Regions from separate parts of the Mus musculus genome. Here region 1 is linked to region 2. Evidence: chromatin contacts called from public HiChIP or PLAC-seq data. All regions are on one chromosome and are shown on one strand. The core of a region is the stretch at or near the end of the contact, and the rest is flanking DNA. Distances in the headings are between cores, read along the strand shown.

Region 1 (3,754 bases), core at 240-2,739, 660 kb after region 2:
ACCAACACAGGAGGGACAAGGAAATGGGTTTCCAGGGTCTCATCACTACTTCTGGGAATGGCAAATGTAAAAGGATACTTTCTAAGTACCAAAGGTGTACATTTTTATCAATGTTTGTAGGGAAAAGTCAGACAATGTCATCCCCAAAAGAACTCAGATTGCCTAGAATATTCTTTCTTCAGTGTTGCAAGGGGACACATGCAATAAAACACCGGAGTCAAAACAGGAGGCCTCAGGGAAACTTTCCTATCAGGATTGAGAGCGGGATGTCACACTGTATTGAGATCTATTATGGGAAGTGGTTAGGATGTGGTGGCATCCACTGGAGGATTAGAATTTGCATTTGAAGAGAGTTTTAACTTATCCTAAATACCCATCTTCAGAGCACAGATCAGAAGATACTCTGGATATCGTAGGTAAGTAACAGCTTTAAGTGGTCATCTGTATCTTCTCCCACTCCACTTTGAATTCTAGACAGGGAAGAGAGAATCAATTGGAGGAATTTCTGTCTTCCCTGTCAATCATTCATTTAATTAAAAATCCTGTGTGAATACATACCACATTCCTGTCCCCATGCTATTACAGGACAAGAGAAAGGAAAGACAAAAACGCACATTTAGCTGACACTTTCGGGGAAGATAGGCTCATAGTAAAGACATCTATAAGTGAAAAGAATAAAGTGAGATTAATTTTATGTGGGTAAAGATCGGCATGTCCTTAAGTCCTCAGTACTTTCAGAAGGGTCCAAGTCCCTTGAGAAAAAAAAAAAAAAAAAAAAAACTAGCTGAAGCCAGCAACATTCACTTGGAGGAAACTGTTTCCCCTTTATTTTTGTTTGAGTTTTCTTTCATTTGCAAAGATCTATCTCTAAGGAACCTCATGTTCAGCACAAGATCAGTCATAGACTTTCCAGAGAGTTAGGAACAGCAAGCGGGGAGAATAAATACAAACAAGCGAGAGAGAGAGTTTTCTAGACCTCTAACTCAGAGATCTTTACCTGTGAGATGACAGCAAATAGAACTCACAAACACTCGTGCAGAAAATCAGCAGAGAGCAGAGTCCGGGAGAGAATTCACACGGGTCAAATGGAGTTACTTTAAAGCTACAAAATGAATTCCTGAGAACAGATGAGGCTCTCCTGGTGTAGACAAGAGATGGTGCTGGCTATAGGTAGTCACAATAATCAATTGCATATTCACAAGAAATAATTGAATGCATGGAAATACTGAAAAAAGGAAACAACTCAGGGGCATTCAGAAGGCCCTTGGATTGTGGGAATTTCTCTGGCGGGTTCACTGGAGGAACCAGATCCTCTTGCAGGCCACGCCCACTCACTAACAGGCCCACTCTCCAAGCACCGCCCCCTCACTTGAAGAGTCTTGGAGCTGACCAATCCTAAAGCCCATTTTAGCCTAACTACGCCTCCATCTGGCCCGCCGAGCCCCTCTGTTTCCATGGAGACGCTTTCAGCGTCCCCTGTCTGCACCAAGCCAGGCCAACAATCTGGGATGAGAGTACCGCGCCCAGCACCCACCGCCTGCAGAAGCTTAGTCAGGGACACAGAATCACAGGCCCAGAGCTAGTTTTCTAAGGTTTGTGGGGCAAGGCTGGGGACAGGACCTGGTCAGCTCCCAGAAGAGTGGGCGGCTCTTCCTTTCCAAGAACCCCTTCTTCCATTACTTGGGCCCCAGCTTGGGTAAGAGGAGAGAAAAGGCCCTCTCCACTCATCCCCCCAAATCAATTCCCTCGCAGAAGGCGCTCTTCTTGCCCCTTGGACCTTGGTGGGCCAAGAAAAACCAAACCTCTCTAGGCACAGCAGACCTGTTCCGAGGTGGGTGGAAACAGAAGGATCAGCTGTCATTAAAAACATCTCGGGCTCACAAATGTCAGAGAAAGAACCATCCTGAACCATATTGGAGTTTCAGATGTTTGGGGTGGGGTGGGGGGCATTTTGTTGAATTAGTGATTAGTTTCCTAGTGTCTAACTGGGATGTTTTACTTTTTAGTTCATTTAAATATATGATATATGCTGGGTGCACAGTACTGCTACTTAATTATCCACTGGTGTGAGTGAGCCTTGTTTCTTGACATGAGGAGCACAGAGGAATTATTTTGCTAGGTATTTAAACATTTTTTTCTCTTTTCTTTGCTGTAGTATTTTGCTTACAGAATTTTCAGACAGGCCTCTAAGAGCCCAGAGCAATCGGTTATCTGCAAATGTAAGTTGGATAAAATGTGCCTTACCGTCTAAGGCTTTCCCTACCTGATGTTTTGATTGCATTACTACTAAATGTTAGGTGGTGGGAAATGTGTGGTTACTATTTATTTCACAACCCATCCAGCTGTCTACCACAACATGCTAGGAGTATCCAAAATTTCAAACTTATTTATGTGAGCTTGTTTTTCAATCATGTAAAAATAGTCTACTAAATGTATCCTGTGGTTCCCTTCATGTTTTTGGAGCTAAAGAATTCTTATATAAAAAGTTCTGAATCATAAGAATGACTTTGTATCATAGAGGGGGGAGATCATATTTATTTTGAATTTCTCAGTGATGCATAATCATTTCTCTGCTGGGTCTGTTGGCTCCATTTCCCTCATCTCAGCTTTCACCGTCACAGTGGCTGGACCTGGAAATGCAGTCATTAAGACTCGTCCCTCTCTGAACTGCCACTGCAGAGGACACAGTCATCTGCTCTCCTTTTGTGGATCCTGTTGGGGACATGTCAAGGGGGAGTGGGCACAAGGGTTACACTTTGAAGAGTTTCACTTGGGAGCCAGAAATGTAAACTCCCACCACGGGACACATACAGCCTGACCCAGAACTCTCAAACCTTTCTCCCCTGCTTCTCCATTCTCATTTGTCTTTGTACATGGGGGCCAAACTCAGAGGCTGTAACTGCAGCTGATGTGAGTGCCAACCAGCAGATCAAAGGATGTGCCAAATCTTTTCTGAATACCAACTGTAGAATGGCTCCAGGCAGCCTTTTGATCTCTGCCTCAGCCACGTGTAGCACTGCCCGTTCACTGGCATTGGAGAGGAGGGGGAAATGCCCCCTGGGTCCTCCCTAGTGCACTGCTTCAGCCTGGGTTCCAGGGCCTGAGTACATTTTGGTACCAGCTTCAGAGGTTCCCTCCCTCTCTCTCACTGAGTGATTGCCTGCCTGCAGCTTTCTTCTGTAGGGATGAGTTGGGGTGGACCCGATGGCCAAGGGTTGAGGGCGGCTTCCATTTTTACTGCTGACCTAGGCCAGGTAGTGCACAGCAGGAATGGACTAAGTTCCTTATTGCTGAGCTGAAGTTAGGACAGCGAGGGCTGGGAATCATGGGAAAATGACTCAAGTCGCATTAATAGTGAACAGGGGCTTTTGTCACTCTAAAACAGAACAAGCCTGAAATGAGAGCTTCCTCCACACACTGGCATTCCCTTCCTCTTCTTCTGTCCTCCTCTGCTGCTGTTACTTGTGGGAATGTAGCTACTTCCTGCCTTAATAAAAAGAAACATAAGATCAAACTTATAAGGCATCAAAGAGAGGAAAATAATTTGGTACAGGAACACCCTGAATATTGAGTGTATTTCAAATGCCACATGAAGCCTGTAATTCAAACTACACACTTTTATTGTATAAATAGACGAAGTGGCAACCACCCACTGATTACAGAAAATAAAATACCTTTGCTTAGCAATCATAGGCAAGGTAGGATGTGGGTTGAGACCAAGGAGAGAGAGCCTGCCAGACATCCACCCCAAGGC
Region 2 (3,622 bases), core at 90-2,589:
TGTAACATTGCAAACCAAAGTCTCTGTCAAGGACTGGGCTGTGTCTCTCTACCCAGCCTCAGTCTATCACCTCTAAATTATACAGGATGCAAATAACATTATACATCTTTGGTTAAATGTTTACGGGAGTAATAACATTTTTTAAGGTTTAGATAATTTCTAAATGTTTCTAGATAATGCCAATTAATTACATTAACTATGTATATATAAGTAAAATGCTTTTCTAGATTATTACATTGTATAGTTAGAGCACCCTTATGAATTAAGCCAGGAAGAGAGCTTTATTAGGTCTGTCTGAATGTCTCAAGGGAGGGATGCTAGACTGGAACGAGAAAACCCTTCCCACAAGCCAATTAGTCTTTATGTTCTACTCAGTTCCATTAGGTATAGAGGCCTGCCTCTGTATTTCCATCTCACTAAATACTGTATAGTTAAATCCTACATTGCTTAATACACAAAGCATCAAACAAGGACGATATGAATAGCTAGGAAAATACATAGGCAAAATTAAAGAGCAGGAGAAACACTTTTCATCAAGTGCAAGATATATTAAAATTGTCGTTCTGTACATATTCAAATAATTGTGATTAGTTCCTGTCTTCGAAGACCTTTCTTAGGTACATAGGTATCTGCTTACAAGAGTGGATCAGACAATAAGATACTAGAGAAAGCAAAAAGACACATAAAGGATGGACTTGGGAGAACTGGAGAATTTTAGCTTAATATCCAAAATGGTGTATCCTCCATTTCACATTGTTAACCACTGTATGCACCGCTAATCTCTTCAAAATGGGAACAAAAAATAGCTTTCGCTATAATTTCTATACATTGCTTTAAAAGTTTGGATTTATATCTTAGAGGCCACACTTGACATCAGTCTTCTTTGTTAATGTGCATGTCATCAGGAAATTCAGACTCGGCCGTACCCATCCCACTGTTCAACCTTGAAGCAGTTCTCCGTGATGGCCTTTTCCTTTTTTTTTTAGAGTGTGATCCCAAGTTCCACCTCACTGAGTTTTGTGAGAATACTTAATACTAGGAGAGTACACAGTGATTAATTTAAGGAGCTTTTATTTCGTTTTGCAGTAGTGAGTCTGGTGCGATGAGATTCAGAAGGCCTGGAGCTTCGCACAAGCAGGACTAGAGCAGGGTTTGGAATTCGCAGCCGCACTCTCCAGGAGGCAGAGAGAGGGTGGAAACCTTTGGTTGCAGTCTGCCAAAAAACCCCATTCCAGAAAATGACTTTACAGCCTAGTACTCCAAGACCATAGTGGGCCGCGGGGCGCTCCCTGGTGTGACGTCATCACAGCGCTTCGCCGCAGGATGCGCGCGCAGCCCTGTCCGCCGCTGGGAAGGCGGGGCTTCCTGCTGTGTGCACCCAGTGCCTCTGTGCGTCCAGTTGCTGCGACCGGCCCAGGGAAGCGCGCCGTGGAGACTCTTTTCCCGGACGAGGCCATCCTCCTTCGTGGGCTTCCGAGCGAGACTTATCCATGCCGAACTCGAGGCCCAGGCCCCGCCGGGGCGCCGGGGGTGGCGCAGGTGCGGCCGGCCGGGACCGGCTGGTGGCACGGTCCTTGCAGAGTGCTGAGCACTGTCTAGGTGACCAGGACTTCGGCACTGCTTATGCCCATTACCTTCTGGTGCTCAGCCTGGCGCCAGAGCTAAAAGACGACGTGAAGGTGAGGCCTTATTTTTTTCAGTGGCTAGCAAATCCTGTGATCTGAGCAGGAACAACAGGGTATGGTGTGTGTGTGTGTGTGTGTGTGTGTGTGTAACAGAGACGAGAGACAGGGAGAGACAGAGACACCGAGACATACAGAGACAGAGACGGACTCTCCAAGCATCGAATTACTATAGCCTACAGCCCATCTCAATACAGCCAGGTTTTAGTAACAAAAGTCAAAAGTTGTCACACATCTGTTTCAAAATTTCTGCCTCACTTAAGATTCCAAAGGCCTTTTAAATGGGATAGGACTGGGTAGTTCTTTTTCCCCTCCAGTATCTAATTTAAATTAGCCCTGCCTTGTAGGCGTTGCATTATCTTGTGTAGAAAGAATGCTGTGTATCCTGAGGTTGGATAAAGTGTTCAGTCATAAGGAACTTTTAATATTTGTTGATTCGTCTTACTTGCATCAGTTAACCGGTTGAACTACTGTATTTTTTTTTTTTAATGTTAGAATCTCAATTTCAAAAAGTAACTTAATTGCATATACAGTTTTAAGCTGTGGACAGTCTTGCTTTGTTTAGTCCAGAGTTTCTCAACCTGACACTGGTGACATTTTGCACCAGACAGTCCTGTGTCTTCCTTCCTGTTTCACAGCACGGTTTGTCCTCTGCCCACTAGATGTCAGTAGCATTAGGCTTTTGTAGTCCAAAGAAATTTCAGGACCTGTTGGTTTACTTGGAAATATGCTAGTATGTTGGGTCGTTTGTTCCTCTGTGTAGAAAGTAGTAGAATAGTGTGTGTTCCTCTGTGTAGACAGTAGTAGAATAGTGTGTGTTCCTCTATGCAGACAGCAGTAGAATAGTGTGTGTTCCTCTGTGTAGACAGCAGTAGAATAGTGTGTGTTCCTCTGTGTAGACAGCAGTAGAATAGTGTGTGTTCCTCTATGCAGACAGCAGTAGAATAGTGTGTGTTCCTCTATGCAGACAGCAGTAGAATAGTGTGTGTTCCTCTGTGTAGACAGCAGTAGAATAGTGTGTGTTCCTCTATGCAGACAGCAGTAGAATAGTGTGTGTTCCTCTGTGCAGACAGCTGTAGATAGTGTGTGTTCCTCTGTGTAGACAGCAGTAGAATAGTGTGTGTTCCTCTGTGTAGACAGCAGTAGAATAGTGTGTGTTCCTCTGTGTAGACAGCAGTAGAATAGTGTGTGTTCCTCTGTGTAGAAGACAGCAGTAGAATAGTGTGTGTTCCTCTGTGTAGACAGCAGTAGAATAGTGTGTGTTCCTCTGTGTAGACAGCAGTAGAATAGTGTGTGTTCCTCTGTATAGACAGCAGTAGAATAGTGTGTGTTCCTCTGTGTAGACAGCAGTAGAATAGTGTGTCTGTTTTCTGACAAGGGACTGAGGTGCATATTTTACATATCAAAGTGGATCTGGCCTCCAGGTTCTCCCAGCATCCCTCAGTCTCTATCTGGCATATCCTGCCCCCAACCCTGAACTTTCCAGCCCAGAGGCTGGGCTGCCCCTTCCCCAGAGGCTCTTCCCTATATAACCTAGACATTTTGGTCCCCTCCCCCTTCTCCTCCTTCTCTCTCTGCTCCTAAACCCTTTCTTTCGTTCCTCTTCCCACCATCCCCATGGCAGCTTCCCTGGCCTCCTTCCTTGGGGCCAGTGAACTCGCCCACCTGAGAGCAGCTTCCCAATAAACCTACATTTGATTAATCTAACCTGGTTTGAGTTGGCACATTTCACTGGGAGAGAAATAACTTATCATAGTGGACCAACACAATTCTTTGCACAGTTCTAGCTGCTGCTTCTGAGAACAGACAAGATAAATAGTGTGTGTTGAAAATACATATAAAATTTGGTTGCATGTAGATCATCAGTGGAGTGCTTGTGTTGGTAAAATTTTATTCAGGGGAATACATAAGCTGTACCTGCCCTTCCTCCTAAAATCTCA

What was found. HiChIP or PLAC-seq counts read pairs in DNA pulled down with a chosen protein or histone mark.
Region 1: a contact with region 2 is called in an H3K27ac HiChIP or PLAC-seq map of embryonic stem cells, with 5 times the contacts expected there. The contact joins the promoter of Ttc29 here to the promoter of Prmt9 in region 2. A contact is called at or near these places in 1 of 39 promoter capture datasets (embryonic stem cells), 2 of 115 datasets of contacts at active chromatin or transcription factors (both in embryonic stem cells) and 1 of 9 other capture datasets (embryonic stem cells).

Annotation. Positions count from the first base shown.
Region 1 is chr8:78,211,853-78,215,606 of GRCm38.p6, forward strand. Ttc29 (tetratricopeptide repeat domain 29) reads left to right here and starts at 1,490. Exons shown (of 14, transcript NM_183096.3): 1 at 1,490-1,696; 2 at 2,156-2,219. It overlaps Gm39202 (a long non-coding RNA gene), which reads right to left and starts at 1,441. Exons shown (of 3, transcript XR_878950.3): 1 at 998-1,441.
Region 2 is chr8:77,548,058-77,551,679 of GRCm38.p6, forward strand. It overlaps Prmt9 (protein arginine methyltransferase 9), which reads left to right and starts at 1,340. Exons shown (of 12, transcript NM_001081240.3): 1 at 1,340-1,679. The coding sequence starts at 1,491.